Linked DNA regions of Mus musculus: all the other regions are linked to region 2. Evidence: chromatin contacts called from public promoter capture Hi-C data. All regions are on one chromosome and are shown on one strand. Each heading gives the region's core, a stretch centred on a gene start, on an enhancer-like site or on the middle of the called end of the contact. The rest is flanking DNA. Distances are from core to core; before and after follow the strand shown.

The links. Capture Hi-C pulls out chosen DNA fragments and counts their contacts.
Region 1: a contact with region 2 is called in a promoter capture Hi-C map of adipose tissue. The contact joins two enhancer-like sites. A contact is called at or near these places in 4 of 484 Hi-C or Micro-C datasets (CD4 T cells, CD8 T cells, bone marrow-derived macrophages and 1 more) and 2 of 9 other capture datasets (adipose tissue and liver).
Region 3: a promoter capture Hi-C map of adipose tissue shows a contact between it and region 2. The contact joins two enhancer-like sites. A contact is called at or near these places in 3 of 115 datasets of contacts at active chromatin or transcription factors (embryonic basal ganglia, embryonic stem cells and memory CD8 T cells) and 2 of 9 other capture datasets (adipose tissue and liver).

The regions. Positions count from the first base shown.
Region 1 is chr11:86,767,802-86,771,895 of GRCm38.p6, reverse strand. It overlaps Dhx40 (DEAH (Asp-Glu-Ala-His) box polypeptide 40), which reads left to right. Exons shown (of 18, transcript NM_026191.2): 16 at 1-2; 17 at 638-866; 18 at 1,635-3,047. The coding sequence ends at 1,774. All of the region lies in intron 2 of Gm42085 (a long non-coding RNA gene), which reads right to left. Among named protein-coding and RNA genes, the nearest start is that of Gm42085, 12 kb to the right of the region's middle. Within about 2 kb of position 1,800, at least 1 of the 459 cell types and tissues checked has an H3K27ac peak or open chromatin away from gene starts, as enhancers often do. A contact at or near this core is called in adipose tissue, where this site is marked.
Region 2 is chr11:86,970,771-86,975,455 of GRCm38.p6, reverse strand. Ypel2 (yippee like 2) reads left to right here. Exons shown (of 5, transcript NM_001005341.3): 2 at 3,334-3,647. The coding sequence starts at 3,531. Among named protein-coding and RNA genes, the nearest start is that of Gm51915, 9.6 kb to the left of the region's middle. Within about 2 kb of position 1,690, at least 37 of the 459 cell types and tissues checked have an H3K27ac peak or open chromatin away from gene starts, as enhancers often do. A contact at or near this core is called in adipose tissue and liver, where this site is marked.
Region 3 is chr11:86,838,726-86,843,015 of GRCm38.p6, reverse strand. Gm33742 (a long non-coding RNA gene) reads left to right here. Exons shown (of 5, transcript XR_001780285.2): 4 at 3,917-3,992. Among named protein-coding and RNA genes, the nearest start is that of Gm51288, 12 kb to the left of the region's middle. Within about 2 kb of position 2,340, at least 106 of the 459 cell types and tissues checked have an H3K27ac peak or open chromatin away from gene starts, as enhancers often do. A contact at or near this core is called in adipose tissue and liver, where this site is marked.

The DNA.
Region 1 (4,094 bases), core at 551-3,050, 200 kb after region 2:
CAGTAAGTTCTTGTTTATTTGGTTGGTTGGTTAGTTGGTTTTGAGAGAAGGTCTCTGTGTTGCTGAGGCTGTACTCTTTCCTCTGCCTCCCAAGTGGTGAGACAGACTTACAGACTTACACCGCCTTGCCTTGTAAAGCACTCCTTTGTGGGTTTGGTTTTTGTTTTGTTTTCTCGTGCACTTTACATCCTCGGCCCTTAAAAAGTCCTCTTTTTCAATAAAAGGTTTTATGGGAGCGTGGAGAGGCATATGCATGGAGGGGTCAGAGAGTAACTTGCAGGAGTCAGTTTTTTCCTTCCACCAGGTGGGTCCTGGGGACTGAAGTTGAGCCATCTTGACAGCCCTAATGTATCTTATTTTTAATGACAGGTAGGCATTTGTAAGAGTAGAGTACTAACATATCAGTGTCTTCTAGTTTTCACTGAAATGTCATATAGAGAGAGCTTAGGGGTGTTGGTTAGCATATGATTTCTGTTTTGTGGAAGAAAATGGGCATTCAGAGGGTTTCAGGTTATTTTTCTGTTATTTTGGAGACAGGTCTGTAGTATGTAGTCCTTGACTGTCTTTATTTTCTTGCTCTTATTTAGAATGGGGCTGATTATTAATATTAATAAATTATCCTTAAATTTTTATATAGCTTCATGAACAGGAAACCAAACTTGAATGGATAATTTTTCATGAAGTATTAGTTACCACCAAAGTCTATGCAAGAATTGTGTGCCCAATCCGTTATGAATGGGTGAGAGACTTACTACCCAAGTTGCATGAACTTAATGCGCATGATTTGAGCAGTGTGGCTAGACGTGAAATGAGAGAAGATGCAAGAAGAAAATGGACAAATAAGGAAAATGTGAAACAGCTAAAGGGTGAGTGAATCATAGTTCTATTCTGTTTTTCTAAGAAGGGGTTTATGTTGTAGACCAGAGTGGCCTCAAAGGTCTGGTGATCCTTTACCACACCGTCCTCAACACTGGGGTTATAGGTGTTCTCTTAACTATGAAGCTGTCTTTCCCCCCTTTGGACAGGGTTTCTCTGTGTACTCCTGGCTGTCCTAAATCTCACTCTCTAGACCAGGCTGGGCTTGAAGTCAGAAATCTGCCTGCCTTTGTCTTCTAAGTGCTGGGATTAAAGGTGTGCACCATCACTGCCTGGCTCACTCCTTTGTTTTTCTTTTTCCCAGTTTTATTTATGTTGTCAGGATCAGCAGCAAGTGCCTTTATCTGCTGGCTCATGTACTTTTTGTTACTGTACTGGTTGTCCTAGGGTCTTGTTCATGTGAAGTGTACATTGTACCACTGAGCTCAGCACCTACATGCTTTTCAACCAGACTTTTGGTTAGACAACATTTAATTTCCTTTTGATCTTTTTTTGTAAGAAAAAATATTTGTATGTATATGATGTGTATATTTCTGGTTGACCATGCACACGTGGAGGTCAGAGGACATCCTCAGTTATTGGTGCTTGCTCAAGATAGGGTCTCTGGTTGCTACTATGTACTCCAGTCTAGCTGGCCTAGAGCTCATAGTTATTTTCCTTTCTCCACCTCCAATGCTATACAAGTGCATGCTACTGAACCGTCTCCTCAGTCCTTTTTTCTTAATGTTGAAAATAAGGTATATTTATACTATTTTCAGATGGAATATCAAAAGAAGTTCTAAAGAAAATGCAAAGAAGAAATGATGACAAATCCATATCAGATGCACGGGCTCGCTTCCTTGAGAGAAAGCAACAGAGAATCCAGGACCACAGTGACACATTAAAGGAAACTGGCTAAGCAGTGGACTATCCAATTCAGGAAGCAGGAAAGCAGCCAGGAAATGTGCTTCTGTTTTGCCAGTTATTTCCGACAGTACTATCAGAAGGAAGTGGTCAGCAGCTGTTCCTAGCCTGTGAGCCGAAAGCAAATCAGAATTTATAAATCACATCTCATCAATACTAACAAATGACATTTTGAAAGGAAAGATTGGGTTGCATAGTCATAGTACATGAATCCAATCAAAGATGATACAATATTTCCCTCACTTCTGTTTTGCTGGCCTTAACTGGTATCAAACAGTGTCACTGAGATATTTTCAAAGAACACTGAATTGTATTTAATCAGCGTGTATTCCATTTGCATTGAAGCATTAAAGATTATTTTCCTTAAATCTCTTCAAGGCCTTCTTATTGCTGTTAGAATAGTGTTGTATCAGGTATGTGACCATTTCAGAAGGCTGAACTTACATAGAGGTTTTACTCAGCAATACTTAGATGTCTAACAGTTTAATTGCTCCAGAGCTTTATAGGTATTTAAAGACTGATTAGTAAATAAAATTGCCTATGGCAGGACTTTCTTAAATTAATCCTACTCCTTAAAGTGATTTTTTTGGGATTATACAAATTCCTTTTTATATAAAAGTATATTGTTTAAAACAGTAGCTATAGCCATTAACCAAAGGACAGATGTGTATATGTGTGTGTGTGTATGTGTGTGTATGTATATGATACATAATATCACACACACACAAAGTTCTTTTTAGCTATTCCTACATACTTGTGTGTCAGCCCATGTATGTAGGTGTGACCGATTTCAAGCAGCCCCTCCACCTGGCCTTTCTCTCTCTCTCTCTGTCTCTGTCTCTCTGTCTCTGTCTCTCTCTCTCTCTCTCCCCTCTCCCTCTCTCCCTCTCTCCCTCTCTCCCTCTCTCCCTCTCTCCCTCTCTCCCTCTCTCTCTCTCCTGCACCTGCTTGAGTAGGACCATTTAAACACCTATTATGCTATTCTTGAGATGGGATTTTTCAAAGCGGCCAACACTTCACTAATGTTTCAAATCAAAACCTTGAGGCTAATATTACACTCAGGCCACACTCAGCACTTGCCTCCTCTTGTTTACTGCCTTGTATTGTAGTTATGTGTGTATATGTCTGTCTTTCTCATTAGATTATACGCTCCTTGTGGGCAGGGTCTGTCTTTTTCACCTTTGTACCTTTCATGGCATCTAGCATAGTGCTTTGCACATAGTCGTCACTCAGTGTTTGTTAATAAAGCTACTAGTGTCATTAAAACTCTATAGACAGTATGTGGATTTTTGTTTTCAGGTTTTTTAAAAAATTCTTTTTATGTAACCCTAGTTGGCCTGGTATTACTGTATAGAACAGGCTGACCTCAAACTCAGTTATCCTCCTGCTTCTCTCTGCCTCTCAGGTGGATTTTATATACTTGTGCCACTATACTTGGCAAGGTTTTATATCTTTAGTATAAAAATTACTCCTAATTTGTTTTGATAGGTAATTCTATCCTTTGGTATCCAAAAAGTTTAAGTTCAGTAGTTATACTTGAAGCCTTTCTGAAAAGATGGTGTTAGTCTGAATCCTGCTTTTCTTTGAAGGTAAGTAGTGATAATTAATTTATTGTTTCCAGTATCATGAATCTGCTTAAAAATCATTTAGGCTGGCCAGGCAGTGGTGGTGCATGCCTTTAATACCAGCACTTGGAAGGCAGAGACAGGCGGATTTCTGAGTTCAAGGCCAGCCTGGTCTACAGAATGACTACCAGGACAGCCAGGGCTACACAGAAAAACCAAAAGAAAAATCATTTAGGCCTTCCAGTTTTCATTTTCAGGTGTATTTTACCCTTAGAAAAGATGTGGGTAGATTCTTTGAATGAAAACTTTTATAGTTTTTTTGTTTAGCCTTATTTTTTATCTTCTGTGTATGGGTGTGAATTGTCTGCATATATGTCTGTGTACCACTTGTGTGCCTGGTGCCCCTGGAGACCAGAAGCAAGCACTAGATGCCCTGGAACTGGATTTACAGTTCCAGCCATACAAGTGCTATCAATCAAACCAGGGTCCTCTGAAAGAACAGCCAGTGCTTTTACCTGCTGAGCCATCTCTCCAGATTCTGAAAGCTCTTTTGAATCATAAAATATTAACCACCACATTCTACATCTATAGTCCAAATTCAAATTTCACCAGTTGTTCCAATAATCTCTTTTACTTTTTAAGCAGAATGAAAGTAAGCTATAGAGAAGAATTCCCAGGAGAGAGAAAGGGTTTCCAAGGGAGGAATAGGCCTAATATTTTGTTGTTTGTTTTGAGCCAGAGTTTCTCTCT
Region 2 (4,685 bases), core at 441-2,940:
CCTGCATGCATAATTCCTTCCTCCTCAGGAAAATCAATGCAATTCTCTTTATTGAAAATTAAGCAATTTAAATCTCCCTTAAATGATGTGATGGCTGCTCTTGGTTGTCAACTATATCTGGGATTAAAACCCAAGTGACTAGGTATACCTGTGAGGGGTCTCTTTTTTTTTTCTTTTCTCTCTCTTCCCTTCTCTTTTCTCTCTCTTCTCTCTTCCCTTCTCTTTTCTCTCTTCTTTTGGCCAGACAGGATTTCTCTTGTGTAGCTTTGGCTATTCTGGAACTCCCTTGAACTCACAGAGATCCAGCCTGTCCCCATCCCCCTGTCTGCCACACCCTCCTCCCAAGTGTTGGGATTAAAGGCATGTGCTACCACCACCCAGCTAGGAATTTTTCTTAATTTGAAAATGGGAAGACCCGATTTAATCTGGATCCACGCCTGCTGGAAAAGCCCATAGAAAGGTGTGGCATAGGCAGAAGGTCAGCCGAGACATTTGCCTCTGAATGTCTCCTGGATTCTTGGCCCATCTGTGAGTAGATGGCCAATGTAGGGCTAGCTGGACCAGATCCTTTGAGCCCCTCCAATCCCATGTCGGCTTTGCTACTTAAGAACCCTGACTGCTACAGATGGGAGGAACGCTGGCTGGTTAGTTGATTTCCTTCCCCCTCTTCATCAGGTCTGGTATTGATCTTTGTTTTCTATTTGGCCTGTGGTTTCCCATTGGATACAGAATGCCTCTTGCCACTGCCTTGACATCCTTGCAAGGTGTTTTATTTTAGAAGGAGGAGAAGCATGCACGTGGGTGTGCAAGCGCTGAGGTCATAGGCATCGGATCCTCTGAAGCTGGGGTTGCAGGCTGCTGTGAGCCATCTGCTGTGGGTGCTTGCAGCTGCCTGTGCCAGAGCAGTGCATGCTCTTAACTGCTGCTGTCTCTGGCCTGGTCTCACTACCATTCTTGCCTTTCTTCTAGGTCTTTCCAGCTTGTCTGGACCAGTTTGAACCCAGAACTACTAATACTTTCTACCTGCTTGTCTCCCTTCCCCAAAGAAGTCCCTTTTTTAGGATGCTTGTGAAATTACTAAAGAGGAATAATTCAGGGCGTGACAGGACACACCTTTAATCCACTTGCTCAGAATTCCAAACCTTTTGAATCTCTGAGTTCAAGGCCAGCCTAATTTACCTGGCAAGTCCCAGGCCAGCCAAAGTCATGTAGGGTCCCGTCTCAAAACCAAACCCACCCATGGCCCAATTCTTTTCAGGGTTTTTCAGTACCTTGCAGCCTGGGCCATTACTTATATGGTAGCTCAGTCTTGGTGAGGCACATTACGCCGGTCTATGTGACTTACTCAGTACTTAAGATGCCACAGATCTTTATTCTGTAGACAGAGCTGTGAATTCAGTGTTTGTGAATTCAGGGCATAACCAGGAACCTCTGCTTTTTTTTAGGCTTCCTACAGAGGAGCGGTGAGAAAAGAAATAATTCTACTCCAGGGAAATGCATAATTGAGAGGCTGCCTGCGTGCTTAAGAAAACACACCGCGTGGCCTCTCTAAAGCAGAAAGGCCGCCCGAGCCATTGCTTTCCTTTCTCGAGCTGCTGTTTGTGTAAGACCTGGGTTCGGTGCTGCTCATCCTGGCCACCGGGCAGCCCCGGCTGTGGACTTAGCATCTGGCTTAGACAGCTGGTAATGGTGTTGCACACTTCTAATCCCAGCTCTAGGGAACAGAGGCAAGAAGTTCCAGGCCGGCTTGGGCTATGAAGAGAGCAAACAAACAAAACCCAGACCAAACAAAAAGAACTCCCACCGTCTAATAAAACAGCGGCATTTGGTGTGAACTTCGGCTGAATGCTGCTTCCATGTCTCTATGTCCCCTTCTGGAATTTTTGTCCTTGCTAGCAGCAGAATTGGGGTGTTGGAAATATTGAGCACGTGCCAGGAAACCCAGTGGAAGGGCAGGGAATGGTAACTTAGCCCTTTCACCTTTGAGCCTTTGCTCACTGCAGGCCAGCTTGGGATCCAAGGCATCCGCTGTGGCTGTGCCTAACTCTGAGGCACAGTGTATGGTGTCATTTCCCACCTCTGCCTCCTGCCAGCATTTCTCTGTGTAACCCAATTCCTCATCCTGAACAGGTGGGAGACTGAGCAGGGAAGACATTGTGCCCTGGCCCCTGTGGGTTTGAATCTGAATCCCTTTAGAAATTAGACAAGTCACATGAGAGATGTGTGTTACACTTGGAGCCTACTTGGCTCAAGGGTGCTGTGGAGACGTATAAGGGCTAGTAGCCACTCTTGTCTTCATTATAGTGCTAGGCAGTGGTATTATCCACTCCGAAAGGTTGAGAGCCCCAAAGGCTGGTGTGGAAAGAATGAAAGGCAGGTTGGTGGGGACAGGGTATGCAGCCTTTCATGGAAGACTTGCTTTTAGTGGATTTAGAGGAAAAAGAACATTATAATTCACAGGTTTTCTCTTAAGTCCAGATGGATCCCAGACAGTCCAGCAAGGAAGAGCTTATTTTATTTGTCTTCCTCCCCCATTTCTCTAAATAATTTAATCTTCAAAGCATGATGCAGGTGTTAATTAACACTCCCAGCTCTGCTGGGAAGGTAGGCAAGTGGGAACGCCTCCAGGGAATAGACAGGTTGCCAGAGCCTCAGGTAAGCGAAGCTTTAGAGTCATTCATTCATTCGGCTCCACCTGGAGCCTGTTCCTCTCCCCCACTCTTAGTGTCCTGTGTTTCCAGAAGAACAAGAAAGCTGGGACTACATGGCAGAATCTTCTACCTATGGGACATAATGGGGGAGACGGGGAAAACTGGGAAGAAGTTGTGAAATTCATGGTCATTATGGTTTTCTACTTACCTTTTAAAATACACAAACATCCACACTGGCCATCTTGTCTTGGCAAGGTGTTACAAAGGGAATTAGTTCTCAAACAAGCTGGCTACCCTCGTCATGTGGCTGTCATGTGGTTCAAGCCTCTCTAGGTGGTGGCTCCAAGGGCTGGTACCTTCTTGGTATCTGAAAGTAGATGAGACACAAACAAGACAGTTGTATGTGGTGGATAGGTACAGAGTCTTTTCCTGGGGGCAGTGCAGAGCCCATCTTCAGTCTGGTCTTTGACCAGGGATGGTGACGATGCCAGTTTGCTGGGTGCCTGTGTAATTCTTGCAAATACTGTGCTAATACTGAACCTCTGTCTATCTAAGCAGCCAGGCTAGAGTGGACACAGCGAGAGAGAATCTGGAACTGATGGTTTATGTGTCCAGTGTCCATTGCCCCCTCTTATAGGCAGCTTTGTTCCATCTGCTGATGGCTGTTTTCCCTTTGCTGCAGGCTGCTGAGAACCAGCTCTAGATCTCTGCTAGAGAGTCCTCCTTCTGCAGACATCACCAGTGTGTGGAGCCTGCCGCACACCCACCCCCTGACAAACCACGGCCTTTACCTGTGTCTTTCGCTGTTTCCCGTGCGACCCATCCTGTGGGAGTGCCTCGTGGGCTGCCCCGGAGTTTGCCCCACGCTCAGCAGCGCCAATGGTGAAGATGACAAGATCCAAGACTTTTCAGGCATACCTACCCTCCTGCCACAGGACCTACAGCTGCATCCACTGCCGAGCTCACTTGGCCAATCACGACGAACTCATTTCCAAGGTACCTGCCGCTGAGGAGGGCATTTCCTGTTCCGTTTGTTTACTTGGTTTAGCTTGGTAACTGAATGCTTTCTGCCTGGGAAGTGAATTCTCAGAGAGGTGAGGAAGAGAGGGCCTTGTGGAAGGTGTTATTTGGTTTTGCAGGGTCATCTGGGCCTCTGTATCTTAGTCAAGAACTTGACCACAGAGCCACACACCAACCCCCACCGGAGCAGCTTCATTAGCTGAGATGGGAGAGCTCCTAGCAAGCCCCAGGGAGAGTTGTGTAGCCATAGCTTATTATGAAACTTGTTCTTTGGGGGAGGAGCAAAAGTAGCCTATTGAAGAAGTTGAGCCCTCCCCCCCCCCCCCAGCCTGTTGGGACCTTTATACATGAAGTAACACAGCATGACATTTGACCTCGATCAAATGTGTGATCATTTGAAGAAGAGTGAGCCCCTGGTTTCCTTCCCGTCGGTGCTTTGATAGCTGCTTCTGAAGTTGAGGCTGGGGGTTACCACTAAATAAACCTAGCATCACGGTTGTGTAATACAGGAACCCAATACTTTGGGCAGCATTCTCAAGGGAGCTATCTCCCTCCTGGCCCTAGATTCCCAGGGGAGGAGAAACAGGTTTTACTGGGGCTAGATGACAAAGAGGAAAAGATCGTGAGAGAATTTGCCTCTTAATAGCATCTTTCCTGAGAAGCTAGCCTTCACACAATTAGAGGACAGACAGATACTTATACAGAGCGAGACTTAAAAATTAGCAATCTCAAACTGTTTGCAAGAACTGCTGGCAAAGGCACCCGTGCTCTCTCTTCCTTAGGTTTTGTAGTCTCAGCTCCAGATGAGTGACAGCCAAGCGTTCCTCGTTAGCAGGCTGACCTGACTGGCACATGAAGGCTGCCCAGGCAACCAAGTCTCTGGTCACAGTATCTAACCCGAGGCCCTAGAACAGACCTCTGGGTTCTCTTCCAGGGTGCTTACTAACATAAGCTTGATGCCCAGAGCCCCCAGGGTGCTTACTCACCCATAAGCTTGATGCCCAGAGCCCCCAG
Region 3 (4,290 bases), core at 1,091-3,590, 130 kb after region 2:
GTGTGTATGTATGCATGTACATACGTATGTATGTGTATATGTATGTAAATGCAGGTAACTTCAGAGGCCAAATTCAGGCATTGGATTCTCTGGAGTTCCCTGGAGCTGTGAGGCACTTGACATGAATGTTGGGAACCCAACTCAGGTCCTCTTGTCCACTGAGCCCTCTCTCTAGCACCAAAGGAGAACAAATTACTTCAGGGAGCGATCAGCCTCCTAACAGGTGCTGACTGCAGAGAGACCATGAGTGCAGGGTTTGTTTTAGTGTGCGTTCTCTTGCATGCTGCCCATTGGCCTTCATGTCTTTCCTGTCTCTTCTTATTCTGATGTAAGCTGTACAATAGTTGGTAACCCTAAGATTTAGAACAATGTCTTGTTCATGGTACGTGTTCAATGAGTAGTCACCAGATCTTTGTTAAATGGAAAAAACAAACAAATAAAGGCCCGCACCTTTAGTCCCAGCACTTGGAAAGTGCAGAGGGAGGCAGGTCTCTGTGAGTTTGAGGCCAGCTTGATCTATATAGCCAGTTCTAGGCCAGCCAGGGCTACATACTTAGGACTTGTCTCAAAAAAAAACAGACAATAGCAACCCATGAGACAAGAAAAATAAAATTATATTTTCTAATATTTCTCTATATTAAAGAAAGCTTACTTTTATACTGGAAGTCATGCTGTAATACTAAAGAAAAAAACTGACACGCCAACCCCCCCCCACCACCCATGTAGCTCAAGCTGGCTTTGAACTCTCAGTTCTTCTGACTCAGCTTCTTGTATGCCGAGATTATAAGGAGGCATCCCATGCCCAGCTAAAAGTTTGAATGACTTATTTAAAATTAGGCAAGGGTGTAACCTCACATTTCTTATCTATAGAAGGGGACTGCTCAGTGGGTAAGGCACTTGCTTCCAAGCCTGAGGACTTCAGTTCAATTCTTGTAATCCAGGGCTGGAGAGATGGCTCAGTGGGTAGGAGCACTGACTGCTCTTCCAAAGGTCCTAAGTTCAAATCCCAGCAACCACATGGTGGCTCCCAACCACCCATAATGAGATTGATGCCCTCTTCTGGTGCATCAGAAGACAACTACAGTGTACTTATGTATAATAATAAATAAATCTTTGGACTAGAACTAGCGGGGCCGACCGGTGGAGGGAGCAGAAGTCCTAAAAAATTCAATTCCCAACAACCACATGAAGGCTCACAACCATCTGTACAGCTACCGTGTACTCATCTACATAAATAAATAAATAAATAATTCTTTAAATTCTTGTAACCCACGTGGTTGAAGGAGAGGACTGACTCCCCAAACGTGTCCTCTGACCTCGCAGCGACATATACATAACTTCCCTAGCACAAAGTAAGTGTAAATAAATAAATGTAAAATATATTTTAAAGGCAATAAGATAATATTTGACACTTTCCTCAGGATGCTGTGATTTGAGGATCTGAAAGATTCTCACAAGCCAGACCACACAGCACGACTGCAGGTGCTTCCAGATACATAAGTCGTTGCTATAGCAAGTTCCATGCGCTTGGGCGAGCCTCCCTAGCGACAGCCATGTTTCAGTCTCACATTTCATTCAGTCTCACAACTTTAAATACCAGAAAAAACCGGAAAGGTTCCCAGGGGAATTACGCTTCCAACCAAAAGCATTCGAATGCATCTCAGGATTGAGAAAAGGGCCATAGAATGTCTGGATCAGTGTTGTTACTCTCCTTGTTTCATCTTAAATTGAAATAATTCAAAAGCCAGATGTGCAAGGTGGCTTTCACGTGTAATCACTGTACTCTGGAAGCTGAGGCAGGAGGATGGCTAGTTTGGGCTACATAATGAGTTCCAGACCAGCCTGGGCTACAGAGTAAGACCTTATCTCACCTCTCCTCACCACTGCCAAATGTAGTAACTTTGTGTCTTTTTACATAATACCTCCTTTCTTTGTTTAGACTCTATAGCTCAAATATCACTCCTTTGTTGAACCTACAGTGGCTACACATCCCTGCATCTATACACATCCCTGCATCTATGTGATCCTCTCAGTTACCCTAAGGAGATTTGAACAGATGCCAAGGGTTAGAAAGGCCACATTGTTGCAATCTAGATACTTTTCCCTCCAAAGGTTAACTAGGAAACTTCCAGGAACTCCTGTAAGTTTAAAGAAGGTAAAGATCCCATTTTCAAGAAGAGTGGCCTTTAACAAGGGAAAAAAATGTGCTGAGTGAAGAGGGTTAGAAGCGGGTGGGATAAGCAGTTGTGGGAGCCCGGAGTCCATCTGGATTATCACTAAGCAGCCTTGGCCGCTAGCCAAGGCTTCTGAGTTATTGTTTCCCCTTTGCTCTGAATCACACAGCCCTGCTTTTCTTCCTGCCCTGGACTCAGAACTCTTGACCCTTCTCTTTTCTGCATGCTGGGCAGAACTGATTATGTTTTAGCACTGGTGTCTTAATACCAAATATCAGGAGAAGATGCCAGGATAGTGTTTAAAGATTCTAAAATGCTAAGAACTTAAGAGATAACTATTTAGAGAAAAGCTTCAAGGACAAACTTTTCCAAATAGGGACAGAGTTTTCATTCGTATGTTGATTCATCTTTTATTCTCTCTCTCTCTCCCTCCCTCCCTCCCTCCCTCCCTCCCTCTCTCCTTTTCTTTCCCTGTGTGGGTTAGTGCTGTGACAGGGGATGAGTGGCTGAATCAGGAAAGACAGAACATCACTGGAGTGTGACAGCAGGAGAATGGGTTCCTAAGGCTGCAAGTGTGCCCTTTGAGATGACTCAAAGCATCATGCTGCAAACTCCCTCTTTTGTATTCCTGTCTCCACGGGGGCAATAGCATCTCTGCAAATGACTGTGCCTGACTGGCCTGTCATTGTTTTTAACACATTCACTTGTCACTTCCTAATATTAGACATTGTGCTAACTGATTTGCATATACTCTTTATAGCCCCCCTCCCAGAAAAAAAAAAAAAAAAAAACGGAGCCGTAGGAATTTTTAACAGTCTTACTTCATACAGAGAAAACAGCCTTGATCCCTTGGTCAGGTGGAGCATCCGGAGAGTGGGTAATAAGTCACTAAGGAAGAGGAACAAACACAGTGAAGGGTGACTTCACAAAGGTGAAGTGTGCTAAGCTGGAATAACAGGATGCTGAGGTCAGAAAAGTGTTTTCTGATGCTGGGACTCTTTGAATAAGAAATAAACAGAAGCACACTCCCATTTCCATTCATATTCTGTTTCTTTCCATGAGATGAGTATTGTGTTGGGACCACGTATAATGAACAGATGCAGGTCGCAGGCTATCGGGAGCCAGGCAGCTCATGACTTTGTGGTATAGAGCAGGTCTTTAAAAGCTTTTCCAAACAGAGTAGTCTTTTGGGCAAGCTGGTCGGCTCCCATGGAAATACTAGAATCTGATTTTCTTTTCCTTCTTTTGTTGATGCAGAGCTGTGCACCCACGGGTTCTGAGAAACCAAAGGTGAGGTGTTTGTCAGGCCTGGGAAGAAGTCATGCTTCCCAGGGGGAGGTGACAGCTGAGGTGTCACTTCAGCTGTTATTTCATCTCCCTGCAGTAGGATCCTCATGCAGCAAAGTGAGAACAAGCTCTGACCTATTTAGGATGCTAAGACACCATTGAGCGCAGCTATGTGGGAGTGGGGGTAGGGGCAGATGATGCAGATCCTGAAACTGCCATAGGAAGAAACTGAGCATTTTAGAGATGCTTTTATAATGACCTTGGTTTTTATTACTTTAATATTATTAATACTATGTATCATTTGTAGACATGGCATCATTTATTTCTATATTAATACTAAAAAGACTCACATAATATGCATGTTTTATAAATACAACTTCTTTGAGGGGTTAACAAGGTCTTAGGCAGCCAAGGCTGGTCTCAAACTTCTGATTGTTCTGTTCTTCCCTCCCAAGTGCTGTGATTTCAGCCACACCTACCCTGCCCAGCTCAGAAACAGTCACTCTAGGCCTCAGAATCATCTATTTTCAGGTAGGTGTGAAACCTTTACAAATATTTTCCATTTCATCTTTAATTTTGGTTGAGTCCTAATTTTGTAGTCTGGCTCTATATGCAGAAATTTAATATATTGAAGTGTTGTAAAAGCATTTTCCTTTTTGTAAAACACTGGACACATGGAAAACTCATCCCTGCATTCCTTTTGTTGTATAACCTCACACTTTCATGATTGAAACTTTCGAATTGTTTCTTGTTTTCATGGTGCTAGGGATCAAACCCAGGACCTTGCATATCCAGGCAAGGTTTTTTTTTTTTTTTTTTTTTTTTTTTT